Linked DNA regions of Mus musculus: region 1 is linked to region 2. Evidence: chromatin contacts called from public Hi-C data. All regions are on one chromosome and are shown on one strand. The core of a region is the stretch at or near the end of the contact, and the rest is flanking DNA. Distances in the headings are between cores, read along the strand shown. Region 1 overlaps Syt1 (synaptotagmin I). Region 2 overlaps Pawr (PRKC, apoptosis, WT1, regulator).

Evidence for each region. Hi-C and Micro-C count contacts between places; a contact is called where the count stands out from the background.
Region 1: a Hi-C map of uterus shows a contact between it and region 2, with 2.7 times the contacts expected there. The contact joins two enhancer-like sites. A contact is called at or near these places in 2 of 484 Hi-C or Micro-C datasets (nephron progenitors and uterus) and 2 of 115 datasets of contacts at active chromatin or transcription factors (epiblast stem cells and pancreatic cancer cells).

Annotation. Positions count from the first base shown.
Region 1 is chr10:108,533,867-108,540,102 of GRCm38.p6, forward strand. All of the region lies in intron 9 of Syt1 (synaptotagmin I), which reads right to left. Among named protein-coding and RNA genes, the nearest start is that of Gm36601, 81 kb to the left of the region's middle. Within about 2 kb of position 3,970, at least 78 of the 459 cell types and tissues checked have an H3K27ac peak or open chromatin away from gene starts, as enhancers often do. A contact at or near this core is called in uterus, where this site is marked.
Region 2 is chr10:108,347,000-108,352,934 of GRCm38.p6, forward strand. The region is part of intron 2 of Pawr (PRKC, apoptosis, WT1, regulator); the gene reads left to right. Among named protein-coding and RNA genes, the nearest start is that of Gm23105, 14 kb to the right of the region's middle. Within about 2 kb of position 3,317, at least 27 of the 459 cell types and tissues checked have an H3K27ac peak or open chromatin away from gene starts, as enhancers often do. A contact at or near this core is called in uterus, where this site is marked.

The DNA.
Region 1 (6,236 bases), core at 2,720-5,219, 190 kb after region 2:
GTTCAAGCATACACACAATCAATCAACAGATAATTTATTTGCTAGTTATTTACTATAGTAGTAAATAAATAAATACATGTGATTAAAAAAAAGTAAGAAAATGTGTCTGAGGCAGAAAGTCTCAGTGCGTGTGGCTAAACCATTACAAGCTTTGTGTGCTCCACAGACATATACAGGCATGAAAAGCATGCTGGAAATACATCTCCTAATTACCCTTGCTTTTCTCTATGTGGTACATTTTATGTTGATTTCAGTTTTCTAGTTACTTACATTTTAAGATTTTTCTACAGCATGTGTGTGTGTGTGTGTGTGTGTGTGTGTGTGTGTGTGTGTGTGTGTGTAACAAAGAAAACTATTTCTAATTTAACCAGACATGAATATATCTGGGAGCTAAGGAGATGACTCACGTTCTCCAGAATCCACTTGGCCTTCAGCTTTGGTGCCCAGTGTTTGGCTGAGCATTTGTGCATCAATAATACAAAGAGAACCTGTCCATCCATGCTTCCCTGCCTGTGGCCCAGGCCCTTCAGAGTCTGGCCCTGAGACGTAAGTGAATGTCTTCTATGGGCCATTCAGCAAAGGGTCACTGCGCTGCTCCCTCTTACTGTTTTGTATGGCTGCCACACGGTTCTGAGACATGCAAGCCAGATGCTGAGGAAGGTGGAAGACTTAACTGCGTCTTAAGAAATTCACTGTCCAAAAAAGAAGACCACTTGGAACATCATTAAAAAAATATGTTCACATATATTTTTACCATAGCATGTTGAATTTAAATGACTTCTTTTCATCCATTTTTTTTTGACAACAGCTGTAATAAGCTAGGCAGACTTTCCTTTCCTTTCCTTTCCTTTCCTTTCCTTTCCTTTCTTCCCTTCCCTTCCCTTCCCTTCCCTTCCCTTCCCTTCCCTTCCCTTCCCTTCCCTTCCCTTTTTTCTTTCTTTTCTTCTCCAGACAGGGATTCTCTGTGTAGCCCTAACTGTCCTAGAACTCACTTTATAGCCCAGGCTGGCCTTGAACTCAAAGATCTACCTGCCAGCGCTGGGATTAAAGACACGGGCCACCCACCAACAACTGCCAGCTAAACTCAAACCCAGTCTTCAGTGCTGATACATTAGCGTGGGGGTCAAGCTGTACATATTTATATATTGTCCTACTGTCCTTCCCTGGTACTGTGATAAAACACCATGGCCACACACAACTTGGGGAGGAGGTTTATTTCATCTTACACTCCTAGGTAACAGTTCATCACTGAGGGAAGTAGGGGAAGGAGCTCAGGGCTGGAACAGCGAAGGAGCGCTCCTTAGTGTCTAGCTCCCTGCCTCATCTTTCTGATTTGGCTCTCTTCTTATTCACCTTGGGCCCACCTACCTAGTATGGTGTCCCTAGGGATACCATCCATGATGGGCTTGGCCCTCCCACACCAATCAACAAGCAAGAAAAATGCCACAAAGACAGCCAGCCCCTCAGGCCAATCTGATGGAGGCATTTCCTCAATTAAGTCTCTCCTTCCTCGGGACACTAGTTTGTGTCAATTTGAAAGATATGTGTCCATGTTGGAGACTGAACCTAGACTTTATTTTGTTAGGCAGAACGTCTACCATTGAGCTGTCTCCAAGTCTGGGATAGATGGTTTGAAGAATTTTTATCAAGCGAATATTTCTTTGAACTAATTTATGACCAGGAGAGAAAAAAACCGGTATTGAACTGTAAAGCAGTCAATACATGGGCAGGCAACAGAGTCATTTCTTGAGCACTGGTTCATACAGATCCGGAATGAAGACAAACAGTGTAATTTGTACACTGTCAGGACGGAGCATGATCCATTACTCCGTTTCAGGGATGTGGGACTTACTCTCTGAGATTGCATCTTTATGTGGCTAATTAGCAGCGCTGAGTGTTAGGATGCTTTGAGGATTTCAACTGTGATGATGATGAGAACTTTATTCTGCTAGAATTCCTTCTGCAGAAAACTCACGATTTCTTTCAGGGCTCATGACTGACGTTATGGTCAATAAATGAACAATGTTAATTCCTCCACAGACCAACAGGAGATATTAGGAGATGGCTACGCATCCAGAGTAAGGAAACAAAAGAAAGTTTTAAGAGATCTACCCTCTTTTCAGTTTTCTTTCATTTTCTTTATCAATGCAAATTCGAATGTTTTCATCTCTGTGGGATTCTTTCCTCCCCACATTCCACAAGGCCAGGGAAAGTCGCTGGAGCTCCAAGAGCCTCTCCTGCTACCATATTAGGAAGGAAAATGTGTAGCAGACACCCAGGGCCAAGTCGAGATAATCTACAGGGAATGTCTGTGCCTTCAAGCCAAATGAGTGCAGAAAGATGATCAAGGCAGCAAGAGAAATAATAAAACTGAACCTTGGCTTTAGCCTATGGCCCAGTTAGTGATCCCACGCTAATAAGGATGTTCTGGAAATTTCTATATCTCTTTGCCATTCAGGCACAAGAATTTAGGTATGTCTAAATGTGGATTAAAGTCCCTCTGGTTTAAAAGTAGATCAAAAAGAAATTATAGATCTTTGCTCTATTAAGAACATAAAACCTTTTTGTATGGTTGCATGCCTCATAAATCTACCTGCAATGAATAATTGATTCTACAATGAATACATTCATTTCAGGATTTTTTTTTCCTCCAGTGCTAGGCATTGAACCCAGGGCCTCACACCTCTTCAGCAAGAGGTCTACTGCTGAGCTCTGTTTGGTTCCTGGATTTTGAAAAGGTTGTGCTAACAGCCCGGCAGTTACCAGGAAACTTTCTGGTGACATTGTTTCTGCAACAAGTGAAACTGGGTAAGATTAATTACATGTTCCTTTCTCATGCATGGCAGTTCATCTATCACATCCCTGGCGAGAAATAAGTTTTTAATTAATACACGCACCAAATCAATAGATGTTTGAACATGGCAACTCTGGACTCAGAGCGAGGCACAAAATGGGGGTTTTACAGCGAAGGCCGAGCAATTATCTAGCGGATGAGATAGACTACTGAGGGCCTAACTGCCCACCTTATTAAGACGGTAATGACTACACCTGAGAGCGGGACTCTGTGATGATGAGAAATGTGACCTTGCGGCCACGTTCTGTACATTTTAAAGGAGGCAGAGGTAAAAACTGAGATCAGAGAACAGAGGTTTCATAAATCAGGACAACCAATGACGGGAGCACGGGCGAGTGCATAATTGTAGACCGAGGACAAAGCAAAGAATTTAAAGCTATTACAAAGTAATTTGTGTGCCTTAACTCTCTGGGAAATTATAATTATCAGAGAAATAATAGGTCCACACTCCAACTGCTTCTGGCCTTGTAACAGGGACAAAAAAAAAAAAAAAAAAAAGCAAGAAAGAGAGAAGGAAAGAAAGTGTGTATGTGTCTCTGTGTCTTGTGTCAGTCAGTCTGTCTGCTAAATTTGGAGCTGTAGGGTCAAATTCAACAAGTGAGCCAAAATCAAATATCTTTGTATGTTTATATATCATAATTTACAAACCAAGTTTTTCTGGCCATTATCTTTTTTGGACCCTTCGTAGAATTTCTGAAGAAGATTCCGTATTCCCTAATCTGTCAGAGGGTTTGGCTGAGTCTCCTTGTTAAGTCTCATCGAGGGTGTGGATTGGCTCTGGAGTTCTTGTTTTCCCAGTCAGCCTGTACTGCTGACCCTCCTCATAACCTTCCTCAAGACCCTTCTGAAGCCATATCAGTTGATGTACGAGAGGGCTCCTTCTGTCCTCTGCAGTAAGACTTAGGAACAGCCTCACAGCTCATTCCTTTGCTTGTTTGGCTTTCGTGTTCGTGCAATTTCGGGGTTTGGAATAGTTGCGGGGCTCATGGAGGGCGGGGGACCTCAGGCTTGTTCTGCCTTTTGGCTTTAGAATGCCAAACTGCAGGTCAGGATGGCTGGATGGCTCCCGTGAGCAGGGCTCAGGAAGGGTGCTCAATCCCTGGCTGCTACTGCCACCTCCTGTTGAAAATGGCTCATCTTGAACTGTCTTTCTGTACCTATGCTTTGAACTCAAGTATCCTAGGCCAGGCTCAAAGGATGTCAGCCAGGAGAATATTCCCATGTCTTAAGAGTTTCTGGAATCAACGACTATTCGAAGGCAGTGTGAACTGGACCGAGGCTCAGATACCATTGTTTGTAGGGGAAGGGGCCAGTAGGAGGAGGTCACGATCACGTAGTTATGTGGCTGGGGGAGGAAAAGAAGAACATAACATGTGTCCACGCATCCACTTGGAGACTGCTAAACAGAGAGCAAGCACTTCTGCTCTGAGTGTAAGAATCGTAGACAATCAGGTCTTCTCACATTAGGGAGAGGCACTGGAGGAGCTTGCATCTACTTTGAATATAAATAAATAAATAAATAAATAAAACAACTGTGCTGTCGATAGAGAGAAGCTACCAGACGTGAGGTCTACTGTCTCGATGGCAGTGTTCTGCAAAGACGATAGACTCTCCTCAGGCTCACGTTTCCAATTCTGAGAGTGTGGGTGGGGAGCCATCTTGCTATGTCAAATGAGGGTCAGTAGCGTAAAACTCAAGTTTCCTGTCTCTTTCCAGCTTCTCAGGCCTCTGGACTGGTCTGGAAGTGGGACACAGCGTAGTGAGACTGCCACTTGGTGCTGAAGAGCCACAGTGGGGAAGGGGGGCGTTGTGTCCCATCTCTTCCATTGAACCCCCTCTGTGTTTGGTGATTTTTTTTCCTCAAAACCATCAGAGTTGTCCTTTTTTTTTTTTTTAAATGAATGTATTTTCCTCTTAAGATAACTCCTGATGTTAAATTTAACTTTGTTTCTCTATTAGTGGGGGAAGTACACGGAAAGTAGTGAGCCACAAGTCCGAATCACCTCAAGGGGAATTCCAGAGATAAATCCAGAGAAAACAGTGAGTCATGGCCAAGTTACAGAAGAATACAAATCACCTGACTGCTTGTCAGGGCCTGTGGAAAGCCCCACTGCAGGTCAGTTCAGCTAACAGTCACCCGTTGTTCCCTATGAAGAAGGTATTATCATCCTTTTTTCAGCAGCTGGGGACACTAAGTCTCAGGGCCAGCAACTCATCCCTCAAGGTCAGCGGTTCTCAACCTTCTTAACGCTGCAGCCCTTTAATACAGTTCCTTATGTTCCTTACATGGTGACCCCCAACCATAGAAGCATGTTTGTGGCTGCTTCGTAACTGCAGTTTTGCTACTGTTATGAACTGTGATGTTAATATCTGTGTTTTCTGGCTATCTAAGGCAACCATCACAAAAAGTGTTTGGCTTCTCCAAAGGGGTCGTGACCCACAGTGTTCTAGGTGTTTCTGACTTCCACAGCCATGCACATATACCTCTGTACCATAATACATGGCAGAGTCACAAAGATAAAAGTGTTCTACATGCACCTACACATGCCTACATGCACCTACATGTGCAGGCCACTCTCCAGCACTTTAACAGGCTAGTATGCATTCTTCTTTACCCATCTTTAGAGTCCCCTCACTGTCGAGTTCGTGGTAGGCAGGCATCTTCTAGAGGAGGGCAGGGAGAACTGGAGTTTTAAGTATGATTCTGACTCTGAAGCCAATGCAAACTCATGAAAACGATGAAACCAAACTTGGTGAGATTTACCCGGACACTGAGTCTTTTCAACATGTCTGTTTCTTCCATCATGGGGACAGGGCATGAGAAAGACTGTGCGTGACCACAGCACCAGAATGGGTTCTCATATTATCACGTTGGTCCTAGGAAAACCCTTTAGATGCAAGTTCCATCTCATTTCAGCTGCTGCCAAATCGGCCAAGCATGGACAGTGCCTTTGGATGCTTCAAGAATGCACAGGGCATTCTAAGTTTCTGGGCTAATATCCACTTATCAGTGAGTGCATATCATGTGCGTTCTTTTGTGATTGGGTTACCTCACTCAGGATATCCTCCAATCCATCCATTTTCCTAAGAATTTCATAAATTCATTGTTTTGAATAGCTGAGTAGTACTCCATTGTGTAAATGTACCACATTTTCTGTATCCATTCCTCTGTTGAGGGACATCTGGGTTCTCTCCAGCTTCTGGCTATTATAAATAAGGCTGCTATGAACATAGAGGAGCACATGTCCTTATTACATGTTGGAGCATCTTCTGGGTGTATGCCCAGGAGTGGTATTGCTGGGTCCTCAGGTAGTACTATGTCCAGTTTGCAAAACACATGAAACTCAAGAAGGAAGACCAAAGTGTGGATACTTCGATTCTT
Region 2 (5,935 bases), core at 2,067-4,566:
ATCCCATGTTGTCTTGGGAAGCCTGATGATGATGATGATGATGGTGGTGGTGGTGGTGGTGAGTTTTTTGTTTGCTTTTGTTTTTAAGAATGTAATTGACCAAGAAAAAAAAAAAACATTTTTTTAATGAAAAAAATTCAGTAGGCATTTGATTTGCCCTTTAACAAACTAGTGATACTAATGCATAAGGTGGTAAAATGTATTGTGTGTGTTGTCTCCAACACCAGCAGGAACTTGAGAGGTGGCTCAGTGGTAAAGAACCCAGGCTGCTCTTGCTGATGACTGGAGTTCCGTTCCCAGCACCCCCGGAGCAGCTCACAGCTGGCCGTCACTCCAGTTTGGGGATCTAAGCTCTCTTCTGTCCTCTGTACCAGACACACAAGAGGTGCACAGACAGGCATGTGGGCAAGACACTCATACACATAAAAGAGAAAACAAAAACTTTATGATTTTAAAAATGAAGGGAGCCTCCTCCAGCTGTAGTGTAAGGAACTGAAAAATGTGACTAACACTATTTTACATAAACACCTATTTTTGCCATTTTTGTGGGCTCTTAGGTTAAAACTTTTGTCATTTCCCTTCTTAGGCGAGCACCCTGATAAAAATTCAGAAAGGAATAGTGACTATCATTTTTTAAATAATGTATTTAGCAGTTTGAGTGTATATTTTCTTTTTTTTTTTTCTCCCATGTATCTTTAGACCTTTTAAAAAGGAGTACCTGAGAGTCTCTTAACTAAGGATTGTAATAATACCTGTTAGGATGATTGTCTATTGGGCTTCTAAGTTACTGTCTGATGAGAGTGTAGGTGATTTACATGAGGAAGAATCATCAGTAGCCCTGCTTTGCATGGCAAAGGAACTTCTGAGTCGTGTGTGTGTGTGTGTGTGTGTGTGTGTGTGTGTGTGTGTGTGTGTGTGTGCCTGCAAATCACCTTTTGTTGTAACTTGCATTAAAATCAGTGTACCCAAGACCCTAACTTTAAGGTTTATTGGCCCTCTCTAGTTTTGCTTCATGCTCTAGGATGGGGAATTTTGTCCATATCTCAGGCCACCAGCATTTAGGACTTGTCCTCCAGGATCTCAAAAACTGAAATCCTTTTAATAAAACCAGTCAGGGTCTTTGAAATGTCTGAAGTATGTAAGTCAAGATAGGAGAAATCTCAAAGTGCACCAGGGTCTTCATCGCTGGCCTTGTCTCTGAGTCCTTCCTGTGTCATGGTCCAGGAGCCTGTGTGAGTTTGCTTGTGTGCCTTCAGTGGGAGTAGTGCGTCCCCATAACCCTGTCCTCGTTCTACACACACACACACACACACACACACACACCATCTCTAATCTAACCTCAGGTATTGATCGAGTGTAGAAGGGCAAAGCAGAGCACCCAGGCACCCTGGAAGCACACAGAGCTAGCTCCTCCGGGAACCTCTGCTCCTTTATGCCCCAGGTTTAATGCTCCATGCTTGAAGCATGAACCATTTCACTTACCCTAGGGAAATAAATTTCCTTGTTGCTGGAAATATTAAAATATTCCACACTTTTATTAAGGAAAAAAAAAAAGCAAGTAAAGAAAACAAGATAGTATAACGAAACCTATGTACAGATGTGCCATTGCACACATATCTTCAGTAATTAATCAATTTATGCCAAATCTGATTTCACCCATTCTCCTAACCACATTTTTTGATATGGTCCCAGATTTCCTAATATAGTACTCATAAATAGAATGAATTATGAAAGATAGGACTCTTGTTTTGGTTTTGGTTTTTTGGTTTTGTTTTTTTTTACAATAACCACTGTATCACTATTTTTTTTATAAATAATAGTTAAGCCTTAAGAGTTCAAATTTCCAATTTTGTCTTGTGTGATTTTTTATATATTAACCAAATAAGGTCTTATATACTGCAAGTCTGTCTTTGCAGTTTATTTGTTGGAAAGAGATGATCACATGTACTGCAGTGTTTACGTTAAAGTTCAACACAACCATTGGGATTCATTATTTCCTGTCAAGTGTAGGTTAGGTGTAAGCTCAGGTTCAGTCATTGCTTTTGCAGGAAGAATGCTGCTTCTTAGGTGGCTCTCTGCTTCTGACGGAGGAGTCACAGTCTGGCCCTTTTCCTTCTGTGATGGGACTGATGAGTCAGATGTACACCTGTCACCAAACTTTACTCGAGGGATCCCTTCCTGTTCTTAAAAATTACCCAGTGGAGTGCTCTCACAGATTTTTTTTTTTTAATTTTTGGTGCGTTTAAATATTACCATTTCTACAAATGTTCGTCTTACTAGGAACTTCAGATGGGTAAACTTTAGGAATTTATGTTGTTTAGAAATAGCAGGAATAAACTGTCTTGTGTATGCTTAGGAACATCATCTTTGCAAAGGCTGCTTCACAAAGCAGAAGCTTAGGAGACTCATGTTCTGCCCTCTGTGTCTTTGATCCCCAGCTGCAGAGCACAGCTGGATTCTCATCATTACCTGCATCACTGCTTCCTCTGCTTGTTGTGAAACCGTGGGTCCTGGGGCCTTGCAGCTTGATGCACATTCCTGAGAGAGAGAGAGAAGGCCAGAGGGCCAGGCACACAGTGGTGCTGTGGAGACTGCTTTGATGTTGCTCACTCTGGCGAGCCTTTGGGATCTACATGGTCCCTAGACTATGCTTCTGGAACACTTAGTTTTTAGTCCATTTTTTGTTTCATCCATCCATCCATCCACCCATCCATCCATCCATCCATCCACCCATCCATCCATCCATCCACCCACCCATCCATCCATCCACCCACCCAGCCATCCATCCACCCACCCATCTACCCATCCATCCATCCATCCATCCATCCATATTTCTGGTTTTATAAGACAGGGTTTGTAGTTCTGGCTGTCCTGGAACTCATTCTATAAGACCAGGCTGGCCTTGAACTTGAAGATCTGCCAGCCTCTCCCTCCGAAGTGGTTACAAAATGGAGATATTCTCACTAGAGATTTTTTTCTTTTTTCTTTTTTTTTTTCTTGTACACCAGTGATCTCCTCTGATTAACCATTTAGTTATAGAAATGCAGTTTGCAAAGTTAAGGTTCTTTCTAAGGGAGCCAGAACTGAGAGATTTGTACACTTCAGCATGCGAGTCTCCAGGTGGAGGAAGGCTCCGGATCTGTTTGCTTTGCTCTCTTAAATTATTAAGATGGAGCTGCATCTGATTGGCTGTGTGTTTTAGTGCTATGTCAGATGACACTATCATCTAGGAAGCTTGCTTGAGGAGTCTGGAAAGGACAGGCTCTTTGCAGTTAGATGGTGTCAGTCCTCAGCTTCCTTGTAGAAATGTGGTAAAGTTCAACAAGATAACATATGTGCATAGTTTAAAGAGCTTGTTTATTATAGGACAGATTACTGTTAACTCCATAGGAGTCCAAAAGGAAAAAAAAAATACAGACTCTGTTACAGGATGGAGAATTTTGCTCCAGTTTGGCCTTTAAAAGTCTGAGCTGTTTAATGTGCTTCCAGAATTACTTCCCAGATTTGAGTAAAGACAGGAAGTTGTAAGAAGGCATGCATGATAAAACTCAGACCCTAAAACTTGGAACAGAATAAAGTGGAGAGAGGGAGGCGCAAGTCACAACAGTGTAAGCAGTAGATTAATTAGGCACAATAAAAATCCAATTCTTGTTCTTAGCCACGAATGGAAAGGGGTCATCTTAATTGCTTGCTTGCTTGCTTGTGTATACTTGAGAGGAAATGTGAAATCAGTTTTGCCGTACTTAAAAAAATGGGTACTTTAATTGACTTCTGGAATTTTTATGATACAATAGAGGAGACAAGTTTATTGAGCTCACTATATATAGATCTTGAGCTATTTGGCAGTTGAAATAGCTATTTAATGTGGGTTAGCAGTGGGAAGTGTATGCGTTGGAGGATGGAAGGAACGCTAGACCAAGTATAATAATCTGTCAGCAAAATAAATCTTTCCCAGTTAGACTTGCTTTCTGTTGTTTTTGGACTCGGTGGAAAATTGTTTGAGAGATAAGAAGTTAATAGCATGGTTACGGCCTGAAGAATGTTCCGAGTTAGATATTTGTAGACTATGAATAATAAAAAAAGATTGAAATGGATTTTGTATTTATAAAATTGCCTTGAAGAGAAATAGATTTTGTATTTATAAAATTTCCTTGAAGAGAAAAAAAAATGAATCGGGTTTGGGGTGGTTTATGTCTGTGATCTCGGCACTCGGAAGCTGAGGCAGGAGGATGGCCTCATGTTCACACTGTGAGACCTCGTTTCAAGCAAACAGAGTTAGAGTTTTTTGAGAAGCCTATAAATAGTGCAATCATTCCGAGGAAACACACCTTACGTTGGAGAAGAGATGAGATCTTTTCTTCCATTGTTCTTAGTCTGTTTCATATTTATTGAGGTATAGAGCAAATGTTACAATTCAAGCACCAAAGTATACATTTTCTTGACTTTTGGAAAAAGCGTTATTGAACTGCCCCGCCCCTCCTGCCACATTGGAAACTGAAGGGTTAACATCCCAAGTAGGTGAGAAAGGCAGCGACCAAGTTCAGCAGTTCCTGGGAGGTGACTGGAATGTGCCTTTAGTCCCAGCACTCAGGAGGCAGAGGCAGGCAAATTTCTGAGTTTGAGGGCAGCCTGTTCTACAGAGTGAGTTCCAGGACCCAGGGCTACACAGAGAAACCCTGTCTCAAATAAACAAACAAACAAACAAACAAACAAATAAATAAATAAAATAGTAAAAACAAGAAAGGTACGCTGGAACCTGAAATAGTATAGTTGGTAGAATATTTGGTCTAACATGCAAAAACACATGTTCAGTCCTCACCACCACAGAAGCCAGGTTTGGTGGAGCTTGTCTGTACCCAGGAGGATTTAGGTTCATCCTTACCCGTAATTAGTTTTAGGCCAGCCTGCTCCAAAAAAGATACTCTGACCTTGAATCACATTTATGACTTTATTTGTTAATATCATGTTTAAAATGTTGATGATCCAAACCCAGACACTATGGCAGATCCAACAAGAGCTTGCTGACAGGAGTCTGATATAGCTGTCTCCTGAGAGGCTATCCAGTGCCTGGCAAATACAGAAGTGGATGCTCACAGTCATCCATTGGACAGAGCACAGGGTCCCCAAGTAACCAAGGAGCTGAAGGGGTCTGAAGCCCCATAGGAGGAACATCAATATGAACTAACCAGTACCCCCAGAGCTCCTTGGAGCTAAACCACCAATCAAAGAAAACACATGGTGGGACTTGTGGCTGTAGCTATATATGTAGCAGAGGATGGCCTAGTTGGTCATCAATGGGAGGGAAGGCCCTTGGTCCTGTGAAGGTTCTATGCCCCAGTATAGGGGAATGCAAGGACTGGGAATGGGAATGGGTGGGTTGGGGAATGGGAGGGTGGGGGGGGGAGATAGGGGATTTTAGGAAGGGAAACTAGGAAAGGGGATAACATTTGAAATGTAAATAAAATATCTAATAAAAAATGTTGATGATCTATAACATTTTTTCCAAAATAACCTGTGATCTCAAACATATCAAACTTATCTACTCAAATACTCAGCATTTGTTTACTGTCGTAAATACCTTCAGGGACATTTTCTTTTCTTTCTTTTTTTTTTTTTTTTTGACATTTTCTACTTTATATTTTCTGAGGATTTTTTTTTTTGTAATGAATTTTTTGTTGTTGTTTTGGGTTTTTTTTTTTTTGTTGTTTATTTGTTTTTTTTGAGACAGGGTTTCTCTGCATAGCTCTGGCTGTCCTGGAACTCACTCTGTAGACCAGGCTGGCCTCAAACTTCAGAAATCCGCCTGCCTCTGCCTCCCGAGTGCTGGGATTAAAGGCGTGTGCCACCACTGCCCGGCTTGTAATGCATTTGAAATCTCCTGCGAGTTAAAAGTACTGTAGTTAAGGGTTGCTGAGATGGCTCAGCAGTTAAGGGC